5 separate regions of the Mus musculus genome follow, and regions 1, 2, 4 and 5 are each linked to region 3. Evidence: chromatin contacts called from public Hi-C, HiCAR-type, HiChIP or PLAC-seq and promoter capture Hi-C data. All regions are on one chromosome and are shown on one strand. The core of a region is the stretch at or near the end of the contact, and the rest is flanking DNA. Distances in the headings are between cores, read along the strand shown. Region 1 holds the start of Ddx18 (DEAD box helicase 18). Region 2 holds the start of 2210011K15Rik (a long non-coding RNA gene). Region 3 holds the start of 3110009E18Rik (RIKEN cDNA 3110009E18 gene). Region 4 holds the start of 2900060B14Rik (RIKEN cDNA 2900060B14 gene). Region 5 holds the start of Clasp1 (CLIP associating protein 1).

The links. Promoter capture Hi-C pulls out the DNA fragments that hold promoters and counts their contacts. A called contact is a pair of places that touch in the nucleus more often than the background predicts. HiCAR-type assays count read pairs that join an accessible place to other places. HiChIP or PLAC-seq counts read pairs in DNA pulled down with a chosen protein or histone mark.
Region 1: a promoter capture Hi-C map of pre-B cells shows a contact between it and region 3. The contact joins the promoter of Ddx18 here to the promoter of 3110009E18Rik in region 3. A contact is called at or near these places in 4 of 39 promoter capture datasets (the C10 cell line, hippocampal neurons, liver and 1 more), 1 of 484 Hi-C or Micro-C datasets (CD4 T cells), 3 of 115 datasets of contacts at active chromatin or transcription factors (astrocytes, large pre-B cells and pro-B cells) and 3 of 9 other capture datasets (adipose tissue, liver and macrophages).
Region 2: a Hi-C map of cortical neurons shows a contact between it and region 3. The contact joins the promoter of 2210011K15Rik here to the promoter of 3110009E18Rik in region 3. A contact is called at or near these places in 3 of 39 promoter capture datasets (the 3T3-L1 cell line and hippocampal neurons) and 1 of 484 Hi-C or Micro-C datasets (cortical neurons).
Region 4: an H3K4me3 HiChIP or PLAC-seq map of pro-B cells shows a contact between it and region 3, with 8 times the contacts expected there. The contact joins the promoter of 2900060B14Rik here to the promoter of 3110009E18Rik in region 3. A contact is called at or near these places in 2 of 39 promoter capture datasets (liver and pre-B cells), 2 of 115 datasets of contacts at active chromatin or transcription factors (large pre-B cells and pro-B cells) and 1 of 9 other capture datasets (liver).
Region 5: a HiCAR-type map of astrocytes shows a contact between it and region 3, with 4 times the contacts expected there. The contact joins the promoter of Clasp1 here to the promoter of 3110009E18Rik in region 3. A contact is called at or near these places in 1 of 115 datasets of contacts at active chromatin or transcription factors (astrocytes) and 2 of 9 other capture datasets (adipose tissue and liver).

What each region holds. Positions count from the first base shown.
Region 1 is chr1:121,566,677-121,569,376 of GRCm38.p6, reverse strand. Ddx18 (DEAD box helicase 18) reads left to right here and starts at 1,397. Exons shown (of 13, transcript NM_025860.3): 1 at 1,397-1,586. The coding sequence starts at 1,502.
Region 2 is chr1:121,358,715-121,361,414 of GRCm38.p6, reverse strand. 2210011K15Rik (a long non-coding RNA gene) reads left to right here and starts at 1,344. Exons shown (of 3, transcript XR_003947976.1): 1 at 1,344-1,393; 2 at 1,498-1,603.
Region 3 is chr1:120,119,914-120,122,613 of GRCm38.p6, reverse strand. 3110009E18Rik (RIKEN cDNA 3110009E18 gene) reads right to left here and starts at 1,427. Exons shown (of 6, transcript NM_028439.2): 1 at 1,397-1,427. It overlaps Dbi (diazepam binding inhibitor), which reads left to right and starts at 1,518. Exons shown (of 4, transcript NM_007830.4): 1 at 1,518-1,669; 2 at 2,602-2,700. The coding sequence starts at 1,661.
Region 4 is chr1:118,457,940-118,460,639 of GRCm38.p6, reverse strand. It overlaps 2900060B14Rik (RIKEN cDNA 2900060B14 gene), which reads left to right and starts at 1,375. Exons shown (of 1, transcript NR_027901.1): 1 at 1,375-1,971. Clasp1 (CLIP associating protein 1) reads right to left here. Exons shown (of 43, transcript NM_001359328.1): 3 at 761-839.
Region 5 is chr1:118,387,732-118,390,431 of GRCm38.p6, reverse strand. Clasp1 (CLIP associating protein 1) reads right to left here and starts at 1,374. Exons shown (of 43, transcript NM_001359328.1): 1 at 911-1,374.

The DNA of each region.
Region 1 (2,700 bases), core at 148-2,647, 1.4 Mb before region 3:
GTGCCCTCCTTTTCTGGATTGTAGTTCATTCCAGAGGTAGTCAATTTGACAACAAGAATAGCCATCACAGATGTCAGTCACTATCCATCTTGAGACATGGTTTCTCCTAGACCTGGTCTTACAGGGATGCTGGCCTCTGAGCACCAGTACAACTGGCTTTCTTCCTATGAGAGGTAGATGGAACTCAGGGCTTGTATTTGCAAGGCAATCACTTTATAGACTAAGGCATCTCCTCAGCCCCAATTATAATACTTCTATAGACTTAGGAGTAATGTGTAGCTCCATTGAATGGTGACTGACATGAAAGAGGCCCTGGGTTCAATACCCAGAACTGCAATACTGAATTAAAGACTCTATCTGCATGCCCATCCCGGGACTGACTGACTGCTGACTCTCTCTCTCTCTCTCTCTCTCTCTCTCTCTCTCTCTCTCTCTCTCTCTCTGTCACACACACACACACACACACACACACACACACACACACACACACACACACACACACAATCTATGCACAATGGAGGCTGAAGGAAGACATCACCCAAATGTCCATCCTGAAACCAGGATCTTTCTCAGGCAGCGCACGAACTTCCCTGTCGGTATGTTTTCTGTAACTGTGTTTCTGTCTTCGTGGAAGTTGTGTAAAAATTCAGTGTTTTACCTATGTCATTCACCATACATCTACCGCAAACTAGCACAAAAGTGAAAGAAAGAAAGAAAAAGAAAGAAAGAAAGAGACGAGAAGAGAAGAGAAGAGAAGAGAAGAGAAGAGAAGAGAAGAGAAAAAAAGAAAAGAAAAGAAAAGAGAAAAAAAGAAAAGAAAAGAAAAGAAAAGAAAAGAAAAGAAAAGAAAAGAAAAGAAAAGAAAAGAAAAGAAAAGAAGAGTGCAACGCCCTGAAAAATTGAGGGAAAACTATACGGTGAGAAAAGACGTTTGTGTGATACAGGGTCCAAATTGAAGTGGGTTTGTTGTTGGGTTTTTGTTTTTGTTTCTTTAGTCTTTTTGTTTTGTTTGGAAGGCACTGGGGTGGAGGGGTGGAGTGCTGCCCTGTGGACCAGGCTGGTCTCAGCTCAGAGATCCACTTGCTCTTGCCTCCCTCACGCTGAGACTAAAGGTGAACACCACCATCCCCGTCTCCCAAGAAGGTTTTAAGACTTAAACCTCTTCTGACAGGATACTGGCACCTCTCTAGCAGTGAAGGGAAAGAGACTCTTCTGAGCCACAAGGAATTCCGTCTTCCAATCGGCTTTTTTATTGTGCAGTCTTGGTTTGTAAAACTCTGGGGCCATTAGCAAGGCGAACGGGTTCACAACGAGTCGTCCTCCAGTCGCCAGGGGGCGCTGCAGGAAATTCGGTCTCCAAAGGGAACCCAGCTCTCACCAGGAACTGTTTCCGCCCGAAGCATTTCCGCCCCGCGGGTCCGCAGGCTCCAGCGGTACACTTCCGACTTGCAATTGCGCACGTGCATCTGTCTCGGTGCAGACGGCTGGGCGGCCTGGCAAGATGTCGCAGTTACAGATGAAACTCCTGCGCAGGAAGATCGAGAAGCGGAATGCCAAGCTGCGGCAGCGAAACCTGAAGCTGCAAGGTGAGCTGTGCTGAACCCCGCACTGGCGAACGACGTGGGGAACCCAGGAACTCGGCGGTGCGCTGGGCAGCTTCCGGCGGGAGCCGGGGATGCGCGGCACGAGCAGGCCGCCTGGGTCCCAGCCCCCGTGGACCCTTCATTGGTTCTGCCCTTTGCCGGCGTGGCTTTCTCGACTCAGGGTGAAAGCGGGAGGCCTCGGACTTTCTTCCCCAACTTTCTATTGGCAAGAAAACCTGCAGATTACCCTAGACCCCCCCATCAGCATCTTTAGTCCCCACGTAGAACTTTGTATCCATTACGGTTCCCGACTTTCACTTAATTGCTCGATCTCATCCCCTGCCCAAACTTACGAATTGTTTTCCTCGGAGCTTTCCCAGTGATACAGCTCTCTCCCCCAAACCCGTTCTTTTCATTCCTGCAGCGATCCTCTTCATATGTTAGGCAGAACCCTCCCAGTGTTTTTTGTCGCGCACAACTTAGTGAATTCCTTAACGTCTTGGTTTTGGCACAAGGGCTTAAATGAAAAATTTACACATGTCACTTTCTTGTTGCAGTTTCTGTAGCTTGTTTAGGTTACCTACCTGTAGGGGTTCTTAGCCTTTGTAATGCTGTACCCCTTTAATACAGTTCCTCATATTGTGTTGACACACACACACCATAAAATAACCTCGTTGCTACTTCATGGCTGTAATTTTGCTATTATGAATCGTAATGTAAATATCTGGTATGAGACAACTGTAGTGGGGGTTGGGGGGTCGAGAGATCAGTATGTTGAGGATCGCTGAATAATTGTCTAGACCCACGCAATTTTCAACAGATAGTATTTGAAAGACATCCCAGAGGGGATGGTGGATTTTAGGCAAAAGTATTGATGTTCCTTCACTTAGTACCTGTAGAATAATTAATGCTACTTAGTAGCTACTTCTTGGTGTGGGTAATGATGTAAATTAAAGATGGTGTTGCCTTCATTCTCTTTGTATGAAAATGGAAAACTTGTGAGGATAGTTTGGGGCTTTAATAGGGTTTTAATGAGTGGTTTTCGTTTACTGAATTTTCAGTTCACCAAAGTCTAGGAAAGTTGGGTTTGAATGAAGTGAAATTATATAAGTAATAA
Region 2 (2,700 bases), core at 95-2,594, 1.2 Mb before region 3:
TTCCCATTTGTTATATTTGTTATATTCCTTATATTTGTTATATTGACATTGTTATGTTTGTTCCCATCTGCTGCAGAAGAAAGCTTCTCTGGTGATGACTGAGTGCAATTGTGCTTTTAATCTGAGGCAAATCTGCTGGTGTTCTCAACAGAGCAGCCGTAGGCATGTTCCTGCTGGCGATTTAGATGGGATCTTTTCCCTACTTGTTGTTTTTGGACTTTGTGTTCTATCCCCAAGGGATATTTACACTACATTTGGCATAAAATTCATACTACAGCTTTATGTTTTATAGTATGAAAAAGAAAGCTTTGGAGATTATTATGATGTAGTTATTTCTTTTGAGCATCACATGGTTATAGTCCTCATAGAGACAAGATTGCTATAGGAACTACAGGGGACCTTGCTCTGCTTCCAGTCTAGACAGGGGAATAAGAAAGACAATAAACATGCAGATAGCTAGAGCATAGTCATGTGCTGAGACTAGCAACATTCACTCATGGTTCATAGGTGGAGGAGAGAGGGTTCCTAGACTTTCATCCAAGATCCTACCCACCACCCTCACCTGTCACCTGGTCTGGGAGAAGCAATAGAGTATATAGGAAGTAAAAGGGAGATGGGGAGAGGAACTCCAGAGATGCTATTGCCATGCGTCATCCCTCCTGCTCCTGTCAGCAGCCTCTGACTCACGGATTCACCAGGAGTGAGCTCATTGGCTCATCAGGCTGGGCTGATACGAAATTGTGTCTGTGGTCTGTTATTCCCCTGCCAGGGGTGAATGTCCCTCACGGAGATTCTTAGCATTAAGAACATCACTAAGAGTACAGACAGCTTTGCACACAAGTCAATAGTGTGTGCGTATGACTGTGTGTGTGTGTGAGTGTGTGAGTGTGTGCATGTGTGTGTGTGTGAGTGTGTGTGAGAGTGAGTGTGTGTGTGTGTGTATGAGTGTGTGTGTGTGCATGTGTGTGAGTCTGAGTCTTAAGGTGGAAGTTTATAAGCCAAGCCTTCCTGATGGTTTTCTCTGCCTGGGTCTTGCATGTGGATGGATACACACTCCCTCAGCTTCATTCTCTGGCTATTTACTGCCTCTACCTCCATTATGGACTCTCCCAATGGGACTGTAAGCCAAAATACGCACTTTTTTACTCCTATAAAGTTACTCTGATCATGGAATTTTATTGCAGTGACAAAAAAAAAAAAAAAAAAAAAGACTGCAGAGCCCTTTCCTGCTATGGCGCCATGCCTTGCCCTGTTGCACTTACTAGACCAGCTTGCTTATATGGTTTCCGAGATAAAGAAAGTTCACCCCAGCTGGTTTTGCAGAACTCCCAACACTCCTGTATCATGGAGGCCGAACCATGACAATGCCTGGCAGAGTCCAAAGACGATGAGTGTTGGTAGCTTCCTCGCATCTGATTTCTAAGTCTGTAAATTCACATCTGAGATAAAAGAAATGCAAGGGCCTAACTCCCGAGCTCTGGGTTTGCTTTCCTCTAGGGTGTGGCTCCAATGCCAGAAGCTGAAGGGCTGAGGAGACTGCTCATCCAGTAGAGGTGCTGGCTGCCGGGCCGGTGGACCGAGCTTGATCCTTGGGACCTAGATGGTAAGTGAGAGCACTGACTCTGACATAATGTCGTTGGACGGTCACACACAGTATGGAACCTCTGCATTCCCCTACAATGAAATCAGTAAATGTTAACTGTTCTTCAGACGTAAGAAGACGAGCCTTAGACGTGATATTTTCATCAGCACGATCTAACGCGAACGATTGAAGGCTGAGACTTGTGCTGGTCATTCTGCTCGCCTCTGCAGCCACACCCAACCAGAAGCAACTCCGAGGAGCAGTGGCAGCAGAAGGGGTGGCAGGGGCAGCAGGGGCAGCAGGGGCAGGAGGGGAAGATGGAGGGGCAGCAAGGGCGGGAGGGGCAGGAGTAGCAGGAGTGGCAGCAGGGGCAGGAGGGGCAGCAAGGGCAGGAGGATCAGGAGGTGCAGGAGGGGCAGGAGGGGCATCAGGGGCTGGAGGGGCAGCAAGGGCAGGAGGGGCAGAAGGGGCAGCAGGGGTGGGAGGGGCATCAGGGGCATCAGGGGCAACAGGGGCAGCAGGAGGGGCAACAAGGGCGGGAGGGGCAGCAGGGGCAGGAGGGGCAGGAGGGGCAGGAGGGGCAGCAGGTGCGGGAGGGACGGGAGGGACAGCAAGGGCAGCAAGGGCGGGAGGGGCAGGAGGGGCAGCAGGGGCAGCAGTTGCGGGAGGGGCAGCAGGGGCAGGAGGGGCAGGAGGGGCAGCAAGGGCAGCAAGGGCGGGAGGGGCAGGAGGGGCAGCAGGGGCAGGAGGGACAGGAGGGGCAGCTGGGGCAGGAGGGACAGGAGGGGCAGCAGGGGCAGGAGGGACAGGAGGGGCAGCTGGGGCAGCAGGGGCAGGAGGGGCAGCAAGGGCAGCAAGGGCGGGAGGGGCAGGAGGGGCAGGAGGGACAGCAGGGGCGGGAGGGGCAGCAGGGGGGCAGCAGGGGCAGGAGGGGCAACAAGGGCGGGAGGGGCAGCAGGGGCAGGAGGGGCAGGAGGGGCAGGAGGGGCAGCAGGTGCGGGAGGGACGGGAGGGACAGCAAGGGCAGCAAGGGCGGGAGGGGCAGGAGGGGCAGCAGGGGCAGCAGTTGCGGGAGGGGCAGCAGGGGCAGGAGGGGCAGGAGGGGCAGCAAGGGCAGC
Region 3 (2,700 bases), core at 178-2,677:
CCTCCCGCCCACTTGTGCTGTCGCCCTTCCTCCTTCTCCCATGGAGCCAAGGCCCCTATAGCACCATCACCTCTGTTGAAAAGTCCCCTCCCCACCCCATGACTCCATCAGAATGACTGCCTGCATGCCCAAAATGAACAACCTCTGCCATCACCTATTCAGCTTACTTCGTTCTTACTTCTGCAGCTCTGTCGTGTTTTACTTAGTTGTACTTCCTCATTGCCCCGCTGTAGTCTTTTGTCCCGGGACACATATTCTTGGATTTGAATGCCGTCTAAACTCAACCCTCTGAACCTGCTGTGCACTCCTAAGCATGTTCTCCCTAACACTCTGGGTTTTCTCAATTTCTCTGACCTCCGTGTCTAGCTTAAAAGGCATAACTTAGGCAGAGGCAGGCGGATTTCTGAGTTCGAGACCAGCCAGAGCTATACAGAGAACCCCTGTCTTGAAAAACCAAAAAAAAAAAAAAAAAAAAAAAAGGCAAAACTTTTCCCCAGTCTCCTCTCCCCAGTGGATGTCAACATTTTCAGCTTGTCTGTCCTGTGGGTTTTTTACCTCAAACTTTTAATATAATTGTCCTCAAGCTTCCTTCCGAATCAGTTTTAAATTATTTCACTAATGAGACTAAGAATTCAAAGACCTCAGTGTCCACAGTAACTCCTGCTTACTCCTGCTTCTGCTAGAATGCTCCTTCCGACTTGCAGGACTCGCTCAAACAGCATCTTCTCCCCAACCCCTCTCCACACACATCAGTTATAACTTCCAACTCTTTACTTTTTAAACTAAATCAACTATGAACCCACTATAAGACGCTGCAAAGTAGCAAAGATTCGTCTGTTTGTCCTCTGCTGCGTGTCCAAGGTCTAGGAGTCGGCAAGCATCAGGTCACGTGTTTAAAAACCATTTGAAAAGTTATTCACTTAACCAAGGCTCGATGGGCACCTCTTCTTGTGCAAGTTTGTTATATCACATTGTCTCCGCCTTTATAAAGCACTGATGGAACACAAGACTGCGTTAGGGGTGCAGGACCGACAAGTATGGGCAATGTCAAAGAATATGCCAGAAGTTCAGAAGAAAAGGCCTAGATATGGACTTGGTCCAGCGGGCCACCATTGCGCTGTGCACCGGGGATTCTTCCCTGGATTTTCCGAAAGGGGTCGGGGCATCCCATTTTCTAGTCGGATAATTTACTCAACCAGCGATGCAACTTCCGGCCTCTTTCCAATCCGCATGAGAGTTAAAGGGAAAGAATCATACTGATTTCTGCTCTCCTCCCGCAGCACCCCATTTCACGCGTTCTCAGTGCCTGCTAGCTCCTGCCCAACTGCCCTGACGGAGAATGTCCCGTCCGTCCCTTCCCCCACGGAAAAAAAAAAAAAAACGAAACGCGTCCCACCTGCTCCCAACGTGCCCCGCGGCTCCTCCCCGCGCGTGCGCAATAAACTCCCTCTTGGGTCCGGGAAGGGTTGGAGCGCTCCGCTAGGATGGACACGCCCCCGAAAGCAGATCCGACTTCTGATTGGCTGCTGCCGCTCGCCCGAGCTCAGTTGGAACGCCGGGGTTGTGCTTTTAAAGGCGCTAGCTGGTGCGCTCTGTGACTTGATTGCTGCTGCTTCTGAGCTTGCTCCCGCGCTTTCGGCATCCGTATCACCTCACCAGTATGTCTCAGGTACTGCGTGTGCCCCGCCGGGCTGCGAAGATGCTGTGGGTTTGGGGACAGCCGGGTCTATTTCCTCAGATATCCCGCAGCTCTTCTGGGATCCGAGCCCAGCTCATAGCCTGGGGAGCGGAACTTTTTCCCTTGCAGATATGTAAAACTGCCACCCACGCCGGAACTGCCAGAGAGTTGCCGGTGGGCTGAACTCCTGGGTGAAGCAGGAACAGGGTCCTCGAAAGAAAGATGGGGCGTAAGAGGGAAGGAAGGACAGGGAAGATTGAATCCCACACTGGGAAGAACCGAATGGAATAGAGGGGCACTCATACAGGCCCTGGCTGAAGAGCCTGGAGGTCGGGGAAGGTATTTAGTCTTGTGCCTGGCCTGCCCCTGTACAGAAGAGATGTGAGTAGGTGAGGTGGTCCAGAAGCCTTTTCCTTCCCTCCAGTGGAGACCACTACCGAGGACTGAGCCCTGTAGGGCGATCTCTGACTCCTCCCACTTGCCTCTCCCTAATCTGGGCACTGGGACAGAGGTCAACGCTGAACTCCAGGCCCCTGTAGGAAGGGACCAGCTGGCTCCAGACACTGGATTCCACCGCATTCCTCTCCTGAACTCTGATCGACTGTTTTGATCACACCACGTTTCCCCTTACTGCCCAGTCAATCTCCGCTGATCATAGGTCGGGCTTTACTGGAACCCCAGCAATTGTTGGATCTGGGCCAGTGGTGGCCCAGGCAGTTAGTTGGGCAAGAAAATTTTCAAGGGCGTGCACTTCCACTGTGAGCCAAAACTATTCCCAGCACTTGACACAGTGCTGTAACTGCTTGAGTGGACAGGTGGGCCTTAGGGAATCCTGGCAAGAAGAGGGAATATGGGAGGCATCCCTGGGCCTCTCCCACTCAGGCAACCTACATCTCGTTCCTCTCCCTCTCCCTCACTCTTAGGCTGAATTTGACAAAGCCGCTGAGGAGGTGAAGCGCCTCAAGACTCAGCCAACTGATGAAGAGATGCTGTTCATCTACAGTCACTTCAAACAAGCTACT
Region 4 (2,700 bases), core at 126-2,625, 1.7 Mb after region 3:
AAGCAACAGACCAGCATGCTTCAGTGGCATTGGGTACATTTTACTTATAGCATACAAAAGACACACAGCACACCCACACACTGAAGCATGGGCCAGCCCACCCATGTCTATTCCAACCCCGTTAGGCCTCTGGTGAGAATCCATGAGTCCTGAGCTAATGTAGGGGGGAAATGGAAAATGGTTCAAACATCAGATTCCTAACAGTAAGTTTCAGGATCCCACCATCCTTCTCAGTGAGCGCACTGACTGCAAAGCTACAGAAAAAGAAAAGGACAGACAGACACTGGTAATGAACACTAGTGGAGAATTCCAGCTGACACTGTGGCTCAGTGGTTATTGCTTGCTGGCATACAGAGGACATAGATTCTATTCACCCACTGCGCACACAAAAGGGAATCAAGAAAAGAGAATAGAGAAATTTGCTACTGAAACAGTTGTATAAACAGAATTGCTTAGTGTTTACATCGCCACCATGAAACACACTGATTTAGAGACATCTAAACGGTGGAAAAATCCAACTGGCTCCTTTTTTGTAGGACTTTTCAAAGAAAACTGAGTCTCCGAGGAGGTTGAGAGGACAATGCGTACTGGCTGGCATCAAGCTGATGTCTAAACTGGCATAAAAATCCTCAATTGGCAATATTATAATAATTCGGGTTTAGAGGGGAAGGTACCAGTTTAGGGGCGGTGAGGCCACGATGTGGGGTGAGTCCAGGGTGGGACGGAAGGATGAGAGCCTGCTATGCTAGCTAAGGCTCACCTGTGCCGATTTGCGCCTTGAACCGGTCCTGCAGCCTAGTCACCAGTGCCGACAGGATGTCCATGCCCAAGAGAACCACCTGCAACGCAAAGAAGCACAGCGTCAGCGGTGCAGTGGGATGGCGCTGACATAGCTGGTCCCCGCGGGCGCCCAGCGACTGGGAAGACTGAGCTGGCTGGTCAGGAAAGGGTACTCGGCACGGAAAAACCCGCTACCGTTTGGAAGAAAAACTCGCCGAAGCGGAACTCCACTGAAGCAGCACGACCTAGAGGAGCCTACTGCGGCCCCGCCCTCTCCTTGAGTTGCGTATGCAAATTTACCAGGTCGCACCCTCCCCCCAAATTGCTAACTCTAAGCCTCCCTCCGGCCCCGCCCAGAAAGGCGTGTATGCAAATTTTCAGACTTGTGACGCGCGGCCTTCTGGGTAAAGACAAGCAGGCTTCAGAAAGCCCCTTGGGAGTTTCAGAAAAACAGAAAGGGTATTCGACGTGGGAAGCAGCAGTCGAAGAAAATACTGTACACCGGGCAGGTTGGGGTAGGCCTCCTGCGGTGGTCACCGCAACCAAACCCGGACTTAGAGCTTTCTGGCTGCCGGGCGCGCGTGGTTGCAAGCAACCATCCTTTTCTTGGGGTTGCGCTACTGTCCAATGAACGCGTAGTGAGGGCAGTACTGCTAACGCCTGACAACACACCTGCATCGGTTAGAGCTCTGCTTTACCTTGGTGCAATTTTTGGAAAAAACCACAAAACCTCTCTTCCTTACCTAAACATTTAAAGATTAAAGTAGCCGCGTGTGTACTGTTGCCCTCCTCGCAGTTCCTTTATTGTATGCTAGAGGGCAGCCGGACAGTAATTACTGGAGACCAGCTTTCTCACCGCTGCCCTAAGACTGTGATACACTAAGAAGCGCTCCCTTTGGAAAATGTTGTAATACAGATAAAGGGTTCCGTATTTGGGTTTTCATCCAGCTTACAAGTAAATCTATATACTAATTCAAACACCAAGCCAGCACTGGGAGGAATTAGATACTTGAAAGTGTATAATTCTTTTGAGGCGCAGAGTCTATGTAGCCCTTAGCATGTAGCCCCTGCTGGCCTCAAACTTGTAGCTCCCGACTGCTAAAATTAAAGGCATGTACCACTTCCCGGGGCCCTTTTTTCTCCCAACTTTTAAAATAGTTCTATTTATGAGCATTTTCTTTAAAACAAAGCAAAAAAAAAAAAAAAAAAAAAACCAAAAAAACAAAAACAAACAAAGGTCTTACTTTTGAGCCACAGGATTTAAGTTTCCTTAGTTTGGCTTCCTTCCAAAGAGCACAGTAGGAATGGGAGGTAATTTTACAGTACAGAAACCTGACAAACTATTACCTCAGCCAGGTGACCAAGGTCAGCTTAAACAATGCTAAGTCATGCTGGTGATGTAAGCTTGGTATAATATAATGCACACTTCACCTCTGTCACAGTCTCTTTAAAGCCCACAAGCTGTGAGTAATCTCAAGGAAAATATGAGGGAAACTCAAACACCTGCCCAGTGCGTCGCTGTCAGGGCCAAAACCAAGGATACCGAGAAACTGCCACAGTGAAGACAAATTTTTTATAGTTTCTTAATTTGCCTGGGAAAAGGAAAATGACTTTTTCCAGATATTGTTTTGTTTTGTTTTGAAAGAACCAAATAATAAACAAACCAACTTAAGAGCCAAAGAATGGGCTCCATTGAAAGTTCAGTGTACATAGAGCAAGAGAAATTAAACAGGAAAGCTCCAAGTGCAGCCCAAGGAAGCAAAGGGTTAGAGACCCCCAAAGCGCAGGTGCACAGCAGAGACAGATGCTCTGACAGACAGAGCAGTGGTAAAAAGCAACAGCTGACAATCACTATAGGCTACTACAAAGGAAAAGGGAGGGAGGGAGGGAGGGAGAGAGCAAGGGAGGCAGGGAGTGACA
Region 5 (2,700 bases), core at 125-2,624, 1.7 Mb after region 3:
GATGCGACACACATGCTTTAAGGCTCCAACTAATTGTTCTTTTAATTTAAGAAATAAACACAGTTATTTTTAAAATCTAGATATATTATGTAATGAGATTGACTTTGGAAAACCCCACACTCATCCAAGCAACTCATAAAATGGAAAGCAAGATTCAATCCGCTCCATTGTATCCAACCAGACCAACGTGCAAGATCACACACTCATCTTCGTCAGAGCGGCTCTGCCAATACCGAAGAACAACAAAGGCAAGTTGGAGAGGCTGCACAGGCTTAACTCAGCGCTTGTCCGCTCTTCCCTGCTTCGCAAAGATCCTATATGAGGGGCCCTCCTGGGACAAGGGGACCTTCCGCACCCCGCTGGGCCCCGGCTGCTCCGCTTTTGTCTGGCCCAGGCTGGGGGCACCGGCCGCCCGGCCTGCCTCCCCGACAACCCCTTCTTCCCTCTGAATCTTTCTCCACACCCATCACTCGCCGATGATTAGTTGTAGTGAGGTTTTCTCTCCTGGAGCCCCTTCCCGCTCAGTGTAATCTCGGTTCCTTTCAAAGAGATCCCGGGGCTGCTTTGGCGTCTCCCAAGCCGGCCAGGGGAGACTCCGGGTCAGGAAGGGGCCCCGGGGTGGGGTCTGAAAGAGACAGTCACACAAAGCCAGGCTTGACCCCACAGTCGCCCCACCTCCCCTCTGCAAAGCAGCCTACAATCAGAACTGAAGCCGGAGGCCGCGCGTCCTGGGTCCTCACCCAGATCCCATCCCAGGGCCGCCCCCTCCCCCAAAAGTGCACCCCAGAGCGGCTGACAGCACTGGACACCGTCCCCACCCGGACCCTGCGCCCGCCGCCGCTCGGAAAAGAAGCAGGGCCCTCCAGTGGACTCCATTCTGAGCATTCTTCGTCTTAAACCCGGTACTTACAGTTCTATTATTCACTACTGTTGCGGCTGCGGACCGGACAGCCACCGCCTTCTCCTCCACCCCAATGAGGTTAAGCGCTTGGTGCGGGGATTAAAAAAAAAAAAAAAAAAAATGAAAAACCAAAATGCGCCTGCGCAGAGAGGTCTCCCTGTGTCCTCTTACCGCCACCGGCCGGGCTGAACCATAGAGACTGTAATCTCAGCCCAGAGAGGTGGCTTCCTCTCTATGGTAACGCCCAGCGCTGGGGCCCGCATGAAGTTTCAGGTCCCGCCGCCTTTGCCTTTGACCCGAATGGCGACCCGTAGCATAAAGGTGCTTTAATAAAAAAAGGTGACCAAGGAGAATTTAAGGAATGTTTAGAGCCTTTAAAGGAGAGGAAGCAAAACTCGAGCAAGACTAGGAGAAGGCTGTGCGATAAAAGAGCTAGAGAGGAGTCAGGAGCGCTTCCAGCCGGAACTTCCTTTGATTGTCGAGGTGTTTGATACTTGAATTAAACAATCTTTCACTTCTGGGTTACGGGTGCCCGCTATTTACCGGGCGACTTCAGTGAAAGAAATTGGCCCCCGCGACTTCCCGTAGCTGACAGCGCGTTGGGCTTGTCCTGAATATGCGTACAAGCGCTGCTACCGGAAGCCCAGGTTTTAAACCGTTCTTCGCGCTTTAGCGAGCCAGGGCGCGAGGTGGAGGCTGCTGAGATTGGTGTGAGAGTGTGCCAGTTTCTTTTCTAAGTTCCTTCACAACAACGTCGCCTCGCGTCCCGCGTGGCCTTCAGGTTATATCTGAGGTTTTTGGGCTATGCAGATTGCAGCGCTACTTTCAAGGAGCCTAAGGACGCCCTGTTTTGTCCTTCTACGCCCGTGTGCTACCCAACAGTTTGGATTTGAGAGCTTTTGTGTTGCAGTTGTACACTGGTGAAAATCACTTTTAAAGTGTCGGATTGGCTTCCTCTGTCAAGACTGGGTGTTTATGGGGACTCTTTTGTGCGGGAATGTGTATGTATTGGGAGATGTGTGATAACGCCGTCAGATCTTCCGGACTTGGAAAGGCAAGCCAAAACAATAAAGCCAATCACAGACCTGTGTGGTGCAGAAAAGGTATAGGATTCACATGCAGGACGGGACTCGTGATTGAATATAGAAAAAGTAACATCTTTAAGATGTAAATGCAAGCAAGTTTACTAACCGTGGGTGGAAAACCCTGAAGCGCGTTCTAGAAAGAAATACCGCCGGGTCAAGGGCCGAGCGGAAGTGGGTGGTATGCTGGGAGAACAATGTGTGGAGAGTAGTCAACTGGAAAGGAAAAGAGAAACCCAAGAAAAGTTTGATAAGTTCAATGGGAAGGAATTTGTGCATATTAACAAAAGAAACGTTGTAGCTGGTTTTTATTGTACAGTTCAGTGCACTTACATTGTTAAGTAGCCACTCTTCTGCTTTCTTTTTGTCATACAAAAAATGCACCTGTTAATTTGTAATTCCTCTTTACCTTTAGCTCTGATTACCACCATTCTGCTTTCTATGGATTAAAATACTGAGAGTATTTTGAAAGTGGAGTCATATAGTCTTGGTCTTTTTATTTTTTTTAAGATTTATTTATTCATTATATGTAAGTACACTGTAGCTGTCTCAGACACACCAAAATAGGGCATCAGGTCTCATTATGGATGGTTGTGAGCCACCATGTGGTTGCTAGGAATTGAACTCAGGACCTCTGGAAGAGCAGTCAGTGCTCTTAACCGCTGAACCATCTCTCCAGCCCAGTCTTGGTGTTTTTATAACTGGTTCATTTCACAT